3 separate regions of the Hordeum vulgare genome follow, and regions 2 and 3 are each linked to region 1. A link is a contact called in public Hi-C data. All regions are on one chromosome and are shown on one strand. The core of a region is the stretch at or near the end of the contact, and the rest is flanking DNA. Distances in the headings are between cores, read along the strand shown.

Region 1 (4,452 bases), core at 594-3,093:
AGTCATTCCATTAGAAAGCAGCCCGTTGTGCAAACACTTGGACTTGGACACGTAGTTTGCAGGATAGAGATCATCGAGCACAAATGAATTGGTGATATGGCCCGAGTAAGGAGGTAGGATGAGACCATCGTCATTTTCAATTTTTTCACCAGCAAAAGCAGCAGCCTCATGGATCGCCTCACAGTCCTCTCCCTTGTATTCTTTCAGCTTGCTAAGGAGAGATGTTCGACTCCGATCAATCTGGCCCAGGATGGTTTCTCGCTCATATCTTTGTTGGTGTTGAAGGTCCTGGCAATGGCACTAAGATGGTAAGCTACTTATTTCCAAAACAGATGCATGTAAGCTTTGTGCACAAAATGGTATCAAGCTAAGAACACCATATGCCTGGTAAAGTTACTGGTATCGAAAAGAAAATACTCCCTCCAATCCATATTAATTGTCGCTGATTTAGTACAAAGTTGTACTAAATCAGCAACAATTAATATGGATCTGAGCGAGTACTAATTTGTTGAGGCAAGCGGCATCCAATTGGCTCACATATAGCAGTAGTAATGTAACTACTTCACACTTTTGATACCCTTTGGGTTATTGTGCTTAAATGTGTTTATGTCGTTATCTTAAAGTAAGCATTTTGTACAATAAGGTCAGAAGCTCAGGAACATTTTACAGTTTAGTGACCACGAAGCAGAAATTTTCATCTCAGTTGATGATTGTGTTAGCAAAATGACCTTCCTTCTTGTGCATAGGCAAATTCCATACAGTTCTTATCAGTTCATATTCAGAAACGCATAGGCAAATCCATATGATGGAACACCAGCTTTTCCAAAACAAACAAAGGAAAAGAATGCGAGCTTGTGCTGGCCACTGATACTTGCCATAAGCTACAGTAAGCAGAGTGAAATTTTCTCTGTGTATAAACCATGCAGTGTAACATACTCCCTCGGTTCCTAAATATAAGTCTTTCTAGATATTTCACTACGGACTACATACAGAGTAAAATGAGTGAATCCACACTCTAAAGTATGTCTGCGCAATCTTTACATATTTTCTGTCGCAAAACGTGTTTTAATAGAACCTGTACCTTACCCACAATTAGTTAACAAGCAATCCTGTTGCTGACGGAACCACAGAATCCATCTTATACTACCCTTTCTTACTCTACCTAGTCCAATACCAACTGAGGCTGGAATTGGATGCAGCCACCAGCCAACTAACAACTAAGCAGAGCTATTAATCTTTTCCTCTGTCTGTAACATCATGCTAAGCAAGCCTAGATTTGGTTCCTCACGAAAATACAGTAAGACATGGGACAAAAATGCAGTAATTGAACCCCAAACCCACCATATGATCATATAACCTCCAGCTCGTGGCACTAAACAATAACTACAGACACAACAGCAGGCTACCAGAGGAACAATAAAAACCCCATCTTTATCGAATGACCAACCAGGAATACGAACCGGACCTGCAGGGAGGCGAGCTGCCGCTCGAGCGACTCGAGCGCGTCGTTGATGCCTACCAGGCTCCCCACCTCCACCTCCTCTCCGTCCTCCTCTCGGCCGTCGTCCTCCTCCCCGGCGCCCAACCGCGGCGGGGGGCGTGCGGCGGCAGCGCAGGCGGAGATCCTGGAGCGGAGGTCGGAGGCGCGGGCGAGGACGAGGCCTATCTCCTCCTCCCCTTCCATGGCCTTCGCTAGCGGTGCGGGGGATGCAGAACCCTAGCTAAACCCCAACCCGCTGCTGGCGGCGAGCAGTGGTAGCTGCAATCTTGCACTTCGCGGCGAGCCTTGTGTTCGTGGCTGCGAGAGGGACTGACGGAGGCGTATCCGAAGATTTTTGTCTTTTGTTCTCTCTAACAACCTGACTGGAGTACTGGACTTTGGGCCTTGCTGTGCTCAAGTGGGTGGGTTAGTTCTTCTGGTACAGAAGTTGACATGGGCTATGCGCCGACTATTTCTCGCATTAAGCAACACCGTAGGAACTATTGCTGAAGGGTGTACAGTAGTTAAGCCGGCCTATTTGTTGCGCACAGTTAAGCCGCGTTTGGTTTGGTTGTAATTTAATACAGGTGTATTTACTCTCTGGGTGTAATTTACAGGTCAAGAACTATTTACAGCCAGAAACCAAAACAACCACCGAAGATCTGTATATATTTTACAAATGTATTCAGGAGAAAAACGAGAATTCAAACACGGACTTAAATGCAAAACAGATTGAAAATGCGACAAGCAGGGGTCGATCCCCACTGTGCCAATGTCTTCGATGGATAAGTACTAGGCGTGTTGTTTAGTTGAGGCAAATGAAACCGTTTTTCCATCGGTTTTTATGTCTTTTTTCTTTTCGCTTTTTGACAGGGTTTTCTTCATTTCTGTTTGATTTATTTTTTCTTCTCCAACTTTTTTTTTTCATCTTCAGTATATGTCAAAAACATTTTTGTAATACATGTTTAGCATTTTTTCAACACCAATTTAGCATTTTTTATACATATCAAGATTTCTTCTAAAACATTTTTTAAAATATTTATTAACATTTTTGAAATACAAGATTAACACATTTTTTATACATAGTCAATATTTTTTTCTATATAGACTTCTAAACATTTTTAAATTCTTGATTAATACTTTTCAGGTAAAATATTTACATGTTCTTAACACATGATCAACATTTTTGTCTATACACATCTAACATTTAAAAAAAAATTGTTTAACATTTTAAATGCTTCATTAACATTTTTTATACATGATAAAAAAATCATTATTTTTTAAATACATGGTCAACATTTTCTATACAAATTTACCATTATTCAAATTATTTATCAGTATTTCTGAAAAAATAATTGTTTATCATTTGTAATATATGGTCAATATTTTTATACACATTTAACATTTTTTAAATGATTAATTACCATTTTTATATACTTGTTTAATATTTTTTCAATACTTGATTTTATACACACACATATTATATATATATATTATATAAAAAACTTATAATTATTTTAGTAAATGATCAACATTTTTCCTATATATATTTAATATTTTCAAATGCAGGATTGACATTTTCAAAACATTATTTATAGTATATTTTGGTAATATATATCTTTAGAATATTTGGAAGAGTAAACAAAAGTATAAAAGGAAATAAAACAAATAAAAACAGAAACAAAAACGACACTCGCGCCCCACATAATGGGTCGGTCCATACGCTCGCTCGACTCCGAAGCGTTCGGTGAGGTGGAAGTTCATCTAGCTTAACATGAGACATTGTCGCATCCCATGGGATATGTCGTCTCATGCAGTGTCGCGTTTCTTTTTGTCGAGGAACGTTGCATGAGAAACAAAATATTTCCTACGAAACACCTACGATCTATTCTATGAAGATACTAGCAACGAGAGGGAGAGGTGTCCACATACCCTTGTAGACCGAAATCGTTACCAATCTAAAGATCGTGACTGGCGTAGTTATACTCGTGTCGCGGTCGAGTCTGATCCAAACACCGCACGGGCGACACCTCCTTCTTGATCTAGCAAGAGAGGGAGAATAGGTAGATGAGATCCGAACCAACACGATGGTGTGGTGGTGGTGGCGGCAGCGGAATTCTGACAAACACTTTTAAAAATACCTGTAGAGCACATTTATGATCATCCAGTTACGAAGTGATGTTTGATATCACACAAAGTATTCCTACGATATCCGGGAGTTGCACGATCTCATGGTCTAAGGAACAAATACTTGATGAAAGATGTAGCAAAACTAGGTGAAATGATCATATGCTAAGCTTAAGGTTGGGTCTCGTCATGTCTATTGTTAGGAAACATTAACCATCTTTGGTCAATGAACTAGTCTAGTAGAGGCTCACTAGGCGCACAATGTTGTTTATGCATCCGCACATGTACCTAAGTCTTTGATCAATACAATTTTGGCATGGATAATAAGCGTTTATCATGAAAAGGGAAATATAATAATAACCAATTTATTTTGGACTCTAGGGCGTATTTCCGACAATATCCTACTTGCACTAGAGTCAATAATCTAGTTCATATCGCCATGCGATCAACACCCAATGAGTTCTGGGGTTTGGTCATGTTTTGTTTGTGAGAGATGTTTTAGTCCATGGGTCTGCGACATTCACATATGTGTGTATTTTACAAATCTCTATGTTTAGTCAACATGTGTTTAGAAGCTCCTACCATTCTCCACTTGGAGCTATTTCAAATGATCGCATCGACGTAACCCTTTACGGTGGACTGTTTATCACCTCCATAACAGGGAAACATTTCCTTAGTCTTCTTTGGGTATCTAAGGATAATTTTGACCTTTCTCTAGTGATGCGCTCATGTATCACTCTTGTAACCCCTTGCCAGACTCATGGCAAGGCACACATCAGGTATGGTACACAACATGGTATACATTATACAACCTATGGTTGAGACGCAGGGGACGACCTTCATCC
Region 2 (4,452 bases), core at 748-3,247, 710 kb before region 1:
CACTACTTTGCCTTTGACCAGGTGATGCGCGACCAGGGATACATATGACGCAACGCATGCGATTGAATGCGTTGGCGAGTTTCCGTCCCGAGGAAACAAACCGAGCGAAATTACTACGAGGCGGAGTAGCCACGGCCACTGGCTGCCGCTAGCTAAAACGCACACGAGTTTTTGCAAAAACCGTTTGATTTTGCCCGCTTTTGACTTTTGGCACACGGAATACGCCCTACTGCTTTTCCACTTTTCTCCCTTTATATCCGTGGGTTCATACAATACAACTGTCCAAAATATATATAGCGATCTTCCAGGAAGCTAGTGTGATATTTTGGCCAGTTTAACAAGAAACATTCATTTGGTCAACTACAGTGAGTAGTGTGTACCTAGCATGTACTACGGGTGTTTGATGCCGTGTCCATTGTTTCGAGCCATTCAGAAGATGACGAGAACCGTATGCGGTTGATGTCGCTTCGATAAATTAGAATTATAACACATATGAGTAAAATCTGCCACTCGTAGGTACTTAAACTTGTACTCCCTCCGTTCCTAAATATAAGTCTTTTAAGATATTTCATTAGAAGTCTACATACGAAGCAAAATAATGGAATCTACACTCTAAAGTATGTCTATATACATCCGTATGTAGTTCATTAATGAAACATTTTTAAAGACTTATATTTAGGAACGGAGGGAGTAATATACACACCATAAGTATGCAAGGCTTGTAAATTAATGATAATAATAATAATTGGAAATTCCACATACCATTTTGAATTATTGCATTTGGTTTCCAATCAGATTGAATTGATTTAAAAACAAAGCTCGAGAATCTATTGACAATAGTTTGTTCCACCTACCAAAATATCTTTGAGGACACATATAATTTGTTTGATCCATTGGTCCAAACATATTTTATTTGTTTTGCTAATGTCAGGGCTTTTTTAATATGTCATATCCTTGCATTTCTGAGGTGAAATAATATGGACGTCAAAGCTCCTTATAAGTTTGTATGGTTCCATCCCCAAATATGTATGTGATCCTCTTGAATTCATGGATAAAATGTTCAATGTTCTCATTAGGAACGAGATAATAATGTGCATTGCTATTTACCCTTTTTATGGCATGATGAATTATTCAGAGGTAATTTTTTTGCACACATTCGCTGCGATTGAGATCCCAGGAAACTCCCCAAGAGCCTCAGCCCAACGACGCCCCCAAAGCCACACGATCTATATCCAAAGAATGGCAATTATTGACAAAAATTGCATTAAAAATAAACAAGCGCCATGTCTTTTTCTTCTAAAAACTAACACCACCCCTAACACTAAAAATGCATCCCGTGCGTTCACAAATGTCATGAGTGTAAGCGGGCTTTTGTTGGGGATTAGCATCATTAATTAGAGGATTCTATGTAGTCTTTATGGCTAAATAAAAACATCAACAATTAAAGGCCATGAATCATCAACTCTTATAGTACCAAGCAAAACCAAATAAGTTTATATAGTACTTCAGTTGGTGAGACTTGGTGTGTAAGATTTCTTGATGAGGAAGGAAACTTGCATGGTAAGTTTGCCCACTTGAGAAGGAAACTTGGAAGTAGCACGCTTGTCTAGCAGCACATGAAACGGAAAATACACTTTGATTTTTGGTTGTATATGCACCCACATGAGGATTTTTTATAATAATAAATGAAAATGTCAAAATAGTTCCAAAGCATTTTTAGATTAAACTTGACTTTGTTTTGCACTAATAACTAAATTTTCAAGAAAAAAATTCAACATTGACTTCTAGACAAAAACCAAAAATTATTTTGCTATTACAGGTCACTATTCACACTATTTTGATCGAAGATTTATCTTTTCTGAAAAGAAGTCAAAGTCTAATTTCGTTTTTGTGAATTATCTGTAAATATAATGGAAGGTCAAATTATTTTCAAAATGTTTAAACATTTTATCAAATTGCTAAATTTATTTTGCATATAGAATGTATATACATCCAGATTTCAAAAGTTTCCATTCCAATAAAGCGCGTCCGTAATACTCTTACTGCACTTTGAGCATAGAGCTATCATAACTACGACGGTTTCACCACATATGCAGGAGTATTCACCACGCACATACGTACACGTCACTCCTCCCACACCACACCAGACCACACCAGATAGCAGCAGTAAAAACAAATTGACTCAAAAAATAGCCGAGAAAAAACAAGAATATCCCGAGTCCAAGCAGTAGCAGACTAGCAATAGCACGCACGCTGGCCCCAGCCAAACGGCAGCCTGTCATGCTCCTCCTTCCCCAAGCTGCTGAACCCCTTCTCCCTCCTCCTCGCCTCTCCCTACCCTATATAAAATCAGGCCTCCCACTCCTCCAACTCCATCACAATCTGAGTCCAAGGCTGAGCATTCCTCCTCTCACATACTCCTGCAGCAACGACAACAATATCATAGTATCATACTACATACAGTTCACAACAACACCAGCTCGACCCTCAAACCTACACCAACACGTGGCGAAAATGGGGCTCTGCATGTCTAGCGGCGGGGCGGCGGCCGCGGTACGCTCCGAGGGGCTGGCCGCCTCGACGGCGATGGTGCTGCTGCCAACGGGGGAGCTGCGCGAGTACCCGCGCCCGGCGACGGCGGCGCGCGCCCTCGAGGACTCCGTGGAGGCAGGAGACGGCTCCGCCGGGTGGTTCCTGTGCGACGCCGACGCGATGGGGTTCGAGGGCCCAGTGGCCGCCGTGCCCGGGGGCGAGGAACTCCGCCCGGGCCAGATCTACTTCGTGCTCCCCGCCGAGGTCAAGAGGAACGGCCTCCGGCGCGAGGACGTGGCCGCTCTCGCCGTCAGGGCGTCCGCGGCGCTCGTCAACAAGGCCAACACCAACGCCTCCGGCAGCGGCGGACGGAGGAAACGCGCCGGCTCTGTTTCGCCGCTCGTGTTCGCCCCGCCGCCGGAGGTGGACGAGACTCTTGCCCACAACTACAAGACCGTGCCGGCGCTGATAGCCAAGAGGCGGCCGGTGGCGCGCGTAAAGAGCGCCGGGAGGATGCAGCCGAGGTTCGCCCCGGACCTGACCGCCATTCCTGAATGCGAGATGAACGAGTGAACCAAGGGATTGGCCGTTCGGTCGTGGCTACAACAAAAATTGCGGGCGAGCTCGATTCTGGAGAAGCTCCGGCAGTTCTGGAACCAGCGGGAACAGAACATCAGCGGACGACAAAGCGGAAAGCCGTCAGATCCGTATCGGACGGAGGCTGCTGGCTTGGCGCGGAAGATGGAGACGTCACATCGTCGGTGCAGAGTTTTTCTTGTTTTTGTTTGCGGGACGTCGGTTCAGAGATTTAGCATGTGTATAATTCGTAGAAACAAAATTTTGATCGCATTAGTTGAGCAGGTGCTCTGAGAACGAAGTATGAGGCATATATAAACAGTGAACATAAAACTACAGGACTGATTTTTCGTCTAAACATGCACTTGCTTGTGTATTGCTTTGTGTTGATCCGTTTGTTCTTCTGGGATGTTCGAAACTTGCAATTAAATGGCATTTTGGAAGCGGGCTAAACATTTGCCGTTTCATCATCAAGTAAAAGGGTTAGGCACGCTTTGCTGCATCGTCGACGTTGTTTGGTTGTCATAAAAAAATACTTTTTCTGTAGTAAAATATAAGGTGTAACTTTGTTAGAAGTCAAATCTTATTGGTTTAGTATATCAAAAATACTTGCAATACTTTGTTTGATTAAATTTGTAAAAATATATATCCATATACGTAATATCAAATCGCATTAGATTTATCATGAAATAAAATTTCATTTTTTATTGATTTAATATTGTGGATGTCAATATTTTTGCCTCTGGACTTGATCAAAGTTAAAGATATTATATATTTTTTAAACTTAATACACTGAGTGAGTATTTGGTTTCCCTCCCCGCAAAAAAAGAGTATTGTGTTTCCCGCCGGAGGGGGGGGGATGTTTTTATTTATTTATAATGCAGCGTGTTCGATAGACCTTCAACGGTTTGATTCGATGTTATTTGCTAATCAATCCATACTTTTGTGTGAAAATGTCATCCGTGGCTGCATGTTCCATATTGGTGCTACAATAGCATATATTGACACTTCTTTTTACGGGATGAGAGGAATATCGGTTGATTGATATGTTTTTATAGATCGATTGTTGCCAATTACTTTGAAAAATCGTTGAACGGGTCAAAATCGTATATCAAATCTAAAATTAAATGCCTCGATGGAATAAGAAAGCTTCAAAAATTAAAAAGCACAAGGAATAAATGAATATAATTATATAGATGAATTAGAATATATGAGAGAGCTCCTTGAGAAATTGTTGACCCGATCAAAATCGGATGATCCAATTATAAATTGAAGGCTTCAATTGATTGTGAGGCCTTAAAATTAAGGAGCATAGTGTATTAATAAATATAGTAAATAAAATTG
Region 3 (4,452 bases), core at 648-3,147, 550 kb before region 1:
CCACCAAAAATCACTAAAGACACTAGTTGCAATTACATTCAACATCAAGGTCATGGATGATGTGGTGTCGCTCCGGGGCGAGCATGAGTTCCACAACAAGACGAGCTAGAGGATCATACGGCCAGCCATAGTCACGTGCAATGCCACAGTGGTGCATCTCAATAGCGAGAGTAGGAGAGGAAGGACGAGCCGATGTGCCGTCAGGAGGTGTGCTGGCCACCGCACCATTGCCACTTGCAGGAAGCATTGCATCTCCTTAATTGTCGCGCTGCTCGCGCTCCGCCGCATGCCGGTGTGCGCCACAACATCGTTGCAAAGGCGTAAAAATCTTTTTTAGCTTCAAATAAAGAGGTTCAATGTGTCCGTGCTCAAATGACTATTTTCTTTTAGCTCTTGCCGGAAATAAAAAGTTTCTCTAAGAGCATCTACAATGGGCCTTGACAAATCCGACCCTCAAATGCGTGTGGACGTGCCCGGACGCGTCCGCGACATTAACTGATCACACCTTAAATAATGCATTCTACAATCGGACAACTCAAATTAGAAACCTCAAATCCATATTATTACATGTGACGTAAACCTAATACAAACGGAGCTCATTCAGCTTTGTCGTGCACATGTATGGCGGCCGGTTGTGCCCCTCGTAGTGTTGGCCCGCGCCAGCGAGGTAGAGTAGGACATGGGACACTAGCCGGGTCACCGTCGCCCATGCCCTACTCTTCCCCGTCGGAGCCCGTGACCCGGACAATGTCGATGGACGTCAGGTTGATGACGGATCCTTCCTCGGAGTAGACGATGTTGACCATGACTCGGTTGCGGCGCCGACCATGACTCGGTTGCGGCGCCTGCACCCGTGCATTATACAAGGCGCCGGAAAGTGTGACTCCGCCTATCCAGTGTCCACTACCACGAGGGCCTCCGTCGGCTCCCGGCTGCTGCCTCGCACGGCGGGCACGCTACCCCATGTTAGCATCTGTGCACGCCCAAGGTGTCTCCTCGGTGCGCCAACAAAGGGGTTGCACGTTTGCCATGGCGTTCGGACGCCATACGGACCACACTGCCTCCGATGAGGCAGCGACGCCGGATCCAGGTATAAGCTATGCCGACGCAATGGATTCCTGATGCTACGAGTCGGAGTGCTTCTGAAGGGCAACCGCTTCCCGGAAGCGGCGGATGGCAAGCCGGAAAACCATCTCTTCATCGGCACCGAGTGGGATGAGCTCGTGGTCAACGGATCTAGAGGTGAAGGATTCGGATCCGCTGCCCGCCATGCCGGAGAAGGCGAAAGATCCTCGGAGGTAAGCTTGGGTGGCGAATTGGAGTAGAGGGAAGTGGAATGAAGTGGCTAGGGTTTTGTCCCACAAACGAACGAAGACGAATAATTGGGCTGACTCTTAGTGGGGTCGATACGACCAGCGCAGTACAGTGCGGCCATGCGGACTTGGCCGAGCATGCGTGGGCTCCTCCATAATTGGACAGGATACGAGGGGTGTCGATCAATCCGGATATTTCAGATCTGTTTAAGGGGTACGGTTGGGTCGCGTTTTTATGACCCGTCGATCATGAGAAAGTAACGTGTCAAGACGTTTGAGATGGATATGACGGATGCGGATGTAGATGCTTTAAGGCTAGATTGAGGGGTGTTCTAACGAGCATGCGATGCAAGCCACAAGTAAAGGCGTCAGCATCAACGATGAAGCCGTATCACACGGTCGCGGCAGCATGCACGCAGCTACCGAAAAGCGACGCTACGTACAGACCTTCCTCCTTTCCTTTTCGTGATCAACAGCTTCACACGGGAGCAGTACCGTAACGCAGACGGGTGTGGACTCATGCGACGACTACGGTGGACTCGCAGGTCGCTGTTACTCATGTGGACGGACGTACTAGGAACTTTTTTTTGAGGCAAAAACAAGTGTCTGGCGTACGTCTCACTCGTGCCGATCGCTCCCACTATTACTGCTGCAGTTTCAGGCTGCGGCAAAAAGACTGTGCACCAGCTATGGTGACGTTTTTTTTTTTGCAGGTCCCAGCTATGGTGACGTTAACGGCGTCCGTCCGCCCGTTTCTTCGACGGTTCCATTCCTACTCCACACCGGCCAAGTTGCCATCCTGTCTTCTTCCGTTTTTTCTGGACTGCCTTCTTTTTCTAAGGAACGTGAATTGATCTTGTAGTAGCACATCTTCGGTGGCTACTGCAAGACTTTGAACCTAGTCACTGTGCATGCGTTTCTCGCTCATGGAGGCCTTCTCGTTCCTGTGACTCATGACCAGGATAACGATGAATAGTTGAACATATTAATGCGTGCAGGTCTTCAGCCTTCAACGAGGACATAGATTTCTTGGTTATGATCATAAATATTATATGTACGTATTTATTTAAGATGATTTTTGATAAAAAAATATGTAATAATTTATTGATACTATATAAAACAGAAATACTTTTTTTTGTTTCATGCGTAATTGCAGAACTATCAAATACTTGTATAATCTACATATGAAGAACAGGGAAAAAAGATGGTTAGGTGTTTTTTAAGAAGTTCTCTCACGTTACTTCCAGGCCAAGAAAAGATAAAGTCCAAGTCTCTCACGTTCTGAACTCAGATTCGGACTACACAAACATACGTGTCTTGAAACGTCAAGAACTTTTGCATCCGGACTTTGAATTGGGTGATTTTTTTATTATAAAGTAGATTTTATGTACTTTCCAATCCAATTGGATTCACATTCAATTTCGTATGGAGGGTAGAGATATTGACGTAACAATCTGGTGTTGCATGAGAATCCGAGCCAAACTATAAGTTTAAAGGTGTTACATCATATCTACTTGGGCGCATAGGCCTTGAACAACCTTGGGTTAGTTTTAGGCTGGCCTGGGACGTCCTTCCACCTACTTGACCGTTGTCCCTTGCTCCTATATAAGTAGGTCAATCTAGTAGCTTTTTGTTTGTGTTGTTTAATTAGAAGTTAGCCATTGCAACTTTGTGTACTTCGTTTGTTTCCAACGACCAGACCAAGACCTCTTTCAGATCCCCACCCTTGTCAATACTTCATCTATATTCGCAATATTTAGATTGTTATTATCGTATTCTTGCTTGTTCTTTAATTGTTTGCAGGAATAGACCTTCGTGGTCAGGTTAATCGGGCTCCGGCGTGGTTAATAACCTCCTAGAGTAGGTTTAGCAATTGCAAAGGCACAATGTCATTATTGGGGAACGTTGCATGGGAAACAAAGAATTACCTACGAACATCCAAGATCTATCTATGAAGATTAAAAACTATGAGAGGGGAGTGCATCTACATACCCTTGTAGATCGCTAAGTAGAAGCATTAAGAAACGCGATTAATGTAGTCGAACGTCTTTGCGATCCAATCACGATCCGTCCTGTGATCCAATCACGAACACCCCGATCAAGTTCTAAACGGACGACACCTCCGCATTCAGCACACATAAGCTTGATGAGGCCATCACCACCTCGATCCAGCGAGTGTAGATGAAGTAGTAGCTGAGTTCTCCGGGAGCACGACGACGTGGTGGTGGTCGTAGTGGTGCAATATCGGCAGGGCTTCGCCAAGCGATGCCGCAATCACGACGGTGGAGAAGAACTATGAGAGAGAGAGAGAGAGAGAGAAAGGAGGGCAGCGCCGCGTGGCTCTTCGGTGCGGCTGCCCTCCCTCTCCTCAAGTATATACAATGGAAGGGAGGAGGAGGCCGATGCCCTAGGGTTTCCCGTAAGGTGGGGCGACGGCAACCAAGGGCTGCCTTGGCCCTCAAGGAAGGAGGGGGCAACCCACCTCCCTCGTCCCACGGGCCTTGGGTGGGAGGGCGGCCAGCCCACCAGGGGCTGGTTCCCCACCTCCCATAACCCGTGGGGCCCTCCAAGGCAGGTGGACCCTCCCTATTGACTCCTAGAACTTTTCCGGGATCTCCGTCAGAAAACCGGTAACCTTCCGAAACTCTTTCGGAACTCAAATACCAACTTCCCATATATCAATATTTACCTTCGGGCCAACCCGAAGCTCCTCGTCATGTCCGGGATCACATCCAGGACTCAGAACAACCTTCGGTCACCAACACAATAACTCAACTAGATCTATATCGTCACCGAACATTAAGTGTGCACACCCTATGGGTTCGAGAACTATGTAGACATGACCAAGAAGCCTCTATGGTCAATAACCACTAGCGGGACCTGTATGCCCATTTTGGTTCCTACATATTCTACGAAGATCTATACCGGTTGAACTATATGTCAAGGATTCACCCAATCCAGTATACACTTCCCTTTGTCCATCGGTATGTTACTTGCCCGAGATTCGATCATCAATATCTTCATACAGAGTTCAATCTCGTTAGCGGCAAATCTCTTTACTTGTTTTGTAATACAAGATCTCATGACTAACTCCTTAGTCACACTGATTGCAAGCTTATTGTGATGCTATATTACCGAG

The links. Hi-C and Micro-C count contacts between places; a contact is called where the count stands out from the background.
Region 2: a contact with region 1 is called in a Hi-C map of leaf, with 3 times the contacts expected there. The contact joins the promoter of LOC123430097 here to the promoter of LOC123426309 in region 1. A contact is called at or near these places in 3 of 6 Hi-C or Micro-C datasets (leaf and seedling).
Region 3: a contact with region 1 is called in a Hi-C map of seedling, with 2.0 times the contacts expected there. The contact joins the enhancer-like site here to the promoter of LOC123426309 in region 1. A contact is called at or near these places in 2 of 6 Hi-C or Micro-C datasets (leaf and seedling).

The regions. Positions count from the first base shown.
Region 1 is chr2H:368,650,588-368,655,039 of MorexV3_pseudomolecules_assembly, reverse strand. It overlaps LOC123426309 (plastid division protein PDV2), which reads right to left and starts at 1,843. Exons shown (of 2, transcript XM_045110120.1): 1 at 1,466-1,843; 2 at 1-288. The coding sequence starts at 1,684.
Region 2 is chr2H:369,362,691-369,367,142 of MorexV3_pseudomolecules_assembly, reverse strand. LOC123430097 reads left to right here and starts at 1,997. Exons shown (of 1, transcript XM_045114010.1): 1 at 1,997-3,466. The coding sequence starts at 2,281. The coding sequence ends at 3,105.
Region 3 is chr2H:369,200,851-369,205,302 of MorexV3_pseudomolecules_assembly, reverse strand. No RefSeq gene overlaps it. Among protein-coding and RNA genes, the nearest start is that of LOC123430097, 160 kb to the left of the region's middle. Within about 2 kb of position 1,897, at least 3 of the 3 cell types and tissues checked have open chromatin away from gene starts, as enhancers often do. A contact at or near this core is called in leaf and seedling, where this site is marked.